Regions from separate parts of the Ovis aries genome. Here region 2 is linked to region 1. The links are chromatin contacts, called in public Hi-C maps. All regions are on one chromosome and are shown on one strand. The core of a region is the stretch at or near the end of the contact, and the rest is flanking DNA. Distances in the headings are between cores, read along the strand shown. Region 1 has its middle 12 kb from the start of TRNAL-CAG. Region 2 holds the start of CX3CL1 (C-X3-C motif chemokine ligand 1).

The links. A called contact is a pair of places that touch in the nucleus more often than the background predicts.
Region 2: a Hi-C map of hypothalamus shows a contact between it and region 1, with 3 times the contacts expected there. The contact joins the promoter of CX3CL1 here to the enhancer-like site in region 1. A contact is called at or near these places in 7 of 16 Hi-C or Micro-C datasets (hypothalamus, liver, mixed tissues and 4 more).

What each region holds. Positions count from the first base shown.
Region 1 is chr14:24,897,068-24,899,868 of ARS-UI_Ramb_v3.0, reverse strand. No RefSeq gene overlaps it. Among named protein-coding and RNA genes, the nearest start is that of TRNAL-CAG, 12 kb to the right of the region's middle. Within about 2 kb of position 1,463, at least 9 of the 54 cell types and tissues checked have an H3K27ac peak or open chromatin away from gene starts, as enhancers often do. A contact at or near this core is called in hypothalamus and muscle, where this site is marked.
Region 2 is chr14:24,960,163-24,962,963 of ARS-UI_Ramb_v3.0, reverse strand. CX3CL1 (C-X3-C motif chemokine ligand 1) reads right to left here and starts at 1,412. Exons shown (of 2, transcript XM_027977871.2): 1 at 1,268-1,412.

The DNA of each region.
Region 1 (2,801 bases), core at 214-2,713:
TTGTTTTGTCTTGCAAAACTTGGGATGTTGTTAAGCCTGGGCTTGGTTGGCCAGAGCCCCTCCAAGGGCTCAACAATCTCAAGATTCCTCCCCCATCTTATATACGGTGCTGCAAGTCTTGCACTCACAGAAGGGAGCCACTCACAGTCACTCACAGTCGGGGCAGTGTCCAGGCAGGTTAGAAGCAAGGTCAAAGGCCTGCTCTGCTTTGTCTCTGAAGCCTAAACAAGACTATTTAATTTCGCCTAACAAAACCCCAACCCTAGGTGGAAGCCCATCCCTAACCCTCCCTCTAATTCCGTGACTTCATCTTGTCCCGTTGCTCCTGTTTGTGAAATGTTTCTGAACCCCTTGCCTCAGTTTCCCCTAGTAGTCCTCATGTAATAGGGAAGAACCTCGGTATTCTAAGTCACTAGGGACTTCCCCAGCAGTCCAGTGGTCTTGCTTTTACTGCAGGAGGCGAGGCTTCAATCCATGGTCAGGGAACTAGGATCCCACATGCTGCCCCTCGGCCAAAAAAAAAAAAAAGGTAATCACTAAAGGGATGTTGCTTATAAACTTCAGTTATACATAATGGTCCATCTCTAGGAACCCTGCCTCCCAGGTAATAAGCGTTAAGCTAAAATACCTTTGTTTAGCTAGCAGGAAACATCCTGACCAGGCCCACCTGTGAATGACTACACGGAAGGAGAAATTAAGACAATCCCTCTGGAGTCTGGCTGGAACCAGGGCTTTACCCTTTCCCCTTTGAGTATAAAAGAATCCTGGATTCTATTAATAACTGGAAGAAGAAGTTTCTTTGGGACGCTAGTCCACTGTCTCAGACTGCTGGCTTTCTGAATAAAGTTGCTATTCCTTGCCCCAATGGCTCATCTCCCCATTTACTGGCCTGTCGTGGCAGGGGAATGATGAGCCAAGACTCAGTAACAAATACATTTAGTCTGACTTGAGGCTCTCCTAAAAATGTGGCTCCTTGATGCCTAGAGACATAGCAGGAACCTCATGAAAATGCACTCCTGTCCCCATACCTGCTTGGGGTTCCCAGAGCAGGGGCAGAGTGGGCACTCCACCAGGTGGTGAGTAGGTGGAGAGAGGAAGGTTCCTTTGTTCTGTAGCCTGACGTTAACTAGGAGAAACTTGCTTCCTCTGAAATGTAATCTTGGGGATGAGAGCAAGAGGACTGAGGTCCTTAGATGGGATGCTGTAAGCACCTGGGGGGACAGACTCTGAATGTAGGATTTATTCATTTGCTCAATTAATGACTATTCCTGAGTGCCTACCTACAAGATGCCAGGTGCTGGAGATCAGGGGTGAATGAAGGGTCCAGGAAGGCCCTGCTCACGTGACGTGTAGGGTACATGTGGCCTGAGAATCTATCTCCCTCTCTCTCACACAGACATACACACACCCATGCTGGGGACTCTGGTTCAGACAGGGGAGCTGACTCAGGCTGGAGGCCAGCTGGGGTGTCCAGTGGACAGCTGAGGGATATAAAAACACTGAGGCCCTTTAGCAGTGCTGAGACTGCCTGACCTAGAAAAACATTGCATCAGACTCTGTCTTATTTTTGCAGGGCGCTTGATCAACCAAGACACTTGCTCTATAGATCTGCGGAAACCTTTGGAGAACTAAGATGTCAGTAATGTTTTTTTTTTTTAGAATGAAAAGTAATTTTCATGGCTTTTTTTCTTTTGCAGTGCAAAAGCAGTGAATTGCAGAGAATGGGGCTCCCCCAGAACATCCCTGGCTGGGGGGCCAAAGACCCTGATTTTTCACTACTCAGTGATGCCTTACTGGGACACAGTGAGTCCACTTGTCCAGGCCCCTGCTGGCATGTCCTCTATTGAGATACTAGGTCATGGGTACATTTTCTATGACGTATCTAGCAGCATCACAAAGGGACTGCAGGAAACAGGCCAAGAGAAAACACAAAGCATTAGGCATATCAAAAGATCAGAGGGAAACTGGGAGCTATTTGTGGATGAGAGAATTTCCAAAGGAAATGGTAAAACTGAGGGGCTCTGAGCTAGTAGGAAAGACCTGCAGATGCTGGCTCTTGTCCCTCCCCAGAATTAGGGCCTTTCTGTCCCTGGAAACTCCACTTTGATGGGCTCGGGCATGTAACATACATAGCCTGCTGGATTCTGGCATCTCAGGGCAGGGGCCAGGGACGGGGTGGGGGCGGTTGTGGAATCCAACTCTGGATACCTGAGGAAGTGACGACACCTGTCCTGGGCCTCATGACTCACACAGAAAATGTGTGGTGGCTGAAGGGAACATGGAACATTTGTCCCTTTGAACTGGACCCTCCCTAAGGTCCTCAGCTTCTATGAAGAAATCCATGGCCCATCTTAACCCTCCAGCTCCCCTATTTCACCCTCGTTTCTCCTCAGACCCTGTCCTGTTAGTCGCATGCTCAGGCCTTTGCTCTCGCTGTGTCCCCTATCCCTTCCCCTCCACCCCTACAAAGCAGAGCTATCCTTTTGTGCCCACCTTCTCCAGCAAGCCTTCTCCTCCTTGGCATCTTTGGAGTTCTTTTCCAGTGGGGCTGTATCATTATTTGCGTAGGCTCTGATCTCTTGCTTCCTGATATTTTACAGGTGAGTGAAGAAGGCTGGCACTAGCCAGTAAAAACATAACACAAGGCACCCATAGTTAAAATTTCCAACTTTGAAAAAATAGGAATTGATGACATTCATGTTAATAATCTGTTTTACATAATATAACCAAAGAACTATCACTTTAACATATCAACAGTAAAAAGTAATAATAAAATAGGGTTGACCCTTGAACGACATGGA
Region 2 (2,801 bases), core at 163-2,662, 63 kb before region 1:
AGAAGGCAATACCGTACTTAGGGTCACAGCTATGCCCAAGCAACCTCCACCCAACTCCTCATCTTCCAGTCCTCACTGTCCCCATACACCTCAGGGTTCAGGGGTTCAAGCCCAGGAAGCAGGAAGGCCAGTAGCGCTTGGCCTGCACCATCTCCACTCGCCTGCTCTCTGCCCCACTGGTGGCTTTTCCCCAAACAGAGGGACTTGGGGGACAGTGCGCTCCATGGAGGTGTCCCGGAAGCCAGAGACTCGTGCTCATTTTCCCAGACTGGCTGTGTGCCCTAAGGCAGCCTCCCGCCCTCTCTGAGCCTCAGTCTGCCAGATGGCCAGAGGATAGGGCTGACTCGAAGAGCTCTTGAAGGCAGTGAGCTCCACAGACGCGGCGCGTGCATCCGCGCTCCCTCCTGCACCCACTCTTACCCTCTCCTGTCCTACTTGCTGGCTGTGCATCTTCAGGTCAGCTTCTCAACCTCTTTGGGCCTCCATCCTACTCATGTTGGGTGGGATCGATACATCATGCCCTCCCAGGTCCCAGGCTCCAGAAAGCAAGTGACTGGAGGTGAAAACATTTTCTAAACTGTGCTTTGGAGGAGAAAGACAGTACCCTGTGGGGGGGAAGGGGGATGGGGACAGACATGGGCAGAGGGATTGGGGGCTAGACCAGAGGCACAGTGATGAGCCCAATTCATGAGGTGCAATGACCTTGACCTCCACTGGTCCTGGGTCCCTTCTCCTTGGGAGGCCTTGAAATTGGGCAGGAGAAAGTCCCAACTGTGGCCTGGCTTGGGGCCAAGCCGAGACTACAGGAATCAAGACCGAGGGTTACATATTAACCCCGGAAAGGGAGATGAGCCCACGGTCTGCCAGGGCTCCATCCGAGTGCCCACAGAGAGCCTCCTCAGGCTTCCCACCACCCTCACTCTCCCGGCACCCCACACCTGGCATCGTCTGCTGCCCACACCACCTCCCTGCACTGCCAAGTGGTCGCCACCTTGCTCACTGGACCAGGCAGGGACAGTCTCTGGTGAGAGTAAATTTTTCCAGCCGGAGGGCAGACCACACAACCAGAGAGGTGTCCAGCCGCTTCCCCCCCCTTCACCCCCACACCCAGCTCCTACTTCCCCCACCCAGCATGTCAAGAAGGGGCTGCCAGGGATCTCAGCCTTACCCGGGGAAGGCTCTGGGGGCCCTGATGTCAGGCTTGAGGGGCAGAAGTGGGGCTAGGGGCTCCCCTTACCTCACTCATGCCTGAGTCCACCCCACTCACCGGCTAGCAGCACAACCAAATGGCAGAGGACAGCCAAGCAGGGCAGCCACGAGAGAGGCGGAAGACCCATGGCTGGGGCGGGTGGGGGTCCAGGGGCGCCAGGCAGGCGGCAGGGGCCCTTGTCGAAGCTCAGTGCTTGTCCCCTGGCCGCCTGAGCTCTGCTGCGATTTATAATGGGGCTCCTCTGCCTCCGCCTCCGCCTCCAGCCCCCGCAGGCAGCAGGCAGGCGGTGGGAGGGGAGAGGAAGGGAGCGTGTGCAGCAACTGGATTCCTCAGGATGTTGCCAAGGAACCGAGCGAGCAGCTCCCTGGCTCTGGGTGGTGGGGGGACTGGGCTGGCTCCGCATATGGGGATCTGCCTGGGAGGCTGGACCCGGCCTGTTAGGGTTCAAAGGGCTTCCTCTCCTCCCATCTGCTGAGGCTGCCTTCCTACTGGGACCTGGCACATGTCCTAGGGTCTGAGCCGGGGCCCTAGCTCCTAAGTGGGCCGAAAACAAAAGGCCAGAGGACTGGAGAGTCCCGGCGGCAGGCAGGCAAGCCAGGAGGACTCGGGGGTCCCGCCATGTGGGGTCTGATAAAGTCTGCCCTGGTCTGGGAGGGAGCTCTCCGATGCCAGGAAGGACCTCTAACCCTTAACCTCTCAACGCCCCTGCACCTGGGGGACCTTGTTCATCAAGGTGTTCCCCGAGGCCAGCATGGAACCTGGCAAACAGCAGGGGCTCAATACAGCAAAAGCCTGCGGAAAGAAAGAGGCAGCCCCACTTCACAGGGGCAGATGGGGAAACTGAAGCCCTGAGAGGGGGCCAAGTCATTCACAGAGAGCATCAGAGAGGAGATCCCACCGCCCCCGCCACAGAGAAGAGCAGGCAGGCCCAGGGGGTGGGCGGTTCAGGACACGGCAAAGAGCCCCGGCCTCCCCACCTCCATGCCCACTACCTCTCCTTTCCTCTTTTGCATTTTCCTCATCTCCTCCCTCCCATCACCCACTCGCCCACTGTGAGCCCAAGGGAAACACACGGCTGTCACCCCTGGTAACTTGGGGCCTCTCGGGTGGTCCTGAACTCAGCAACATGCCCTGAAAGATCCCTGCCCCTCATGCGGGCTCCATGCCGCCATCTGTTCGAGGAGGGAGTTGGGCTGCTCACTGAGGAGGGACCCCAGCTCCTCAGCTCCGACTTCCCAGGCTCTGTCTCTGTCAGAGGCCATGACAAGAGGAGTAGGCGCGACTGGCCATCAGCTCCCACCAAACTGGCCTCAGAGCTTGCTGGTGTGAATGGGTGCTGCACAGCAGCTTTCGAGGCTGCCTTCCCCACAGGCAGTGGCAATAATGCCCAAGACTCCAGGAGGCTCTAGCAGGAGCCCAGTCAGTCTGGGCAGGAGTTAACTGTGAACCCACTCCCATCGAGGCGACTCTGGGCTGCCAACCAGAGCAAAGCCGCTCTGTCTGTGAGGTATGGCTGCAGGCTATGGAGCCAGTGGGTCTGGGTGGGGCTGGGCAGAGGGGTCATAGCTCCCGGGGCACCTCTGTTTTACCC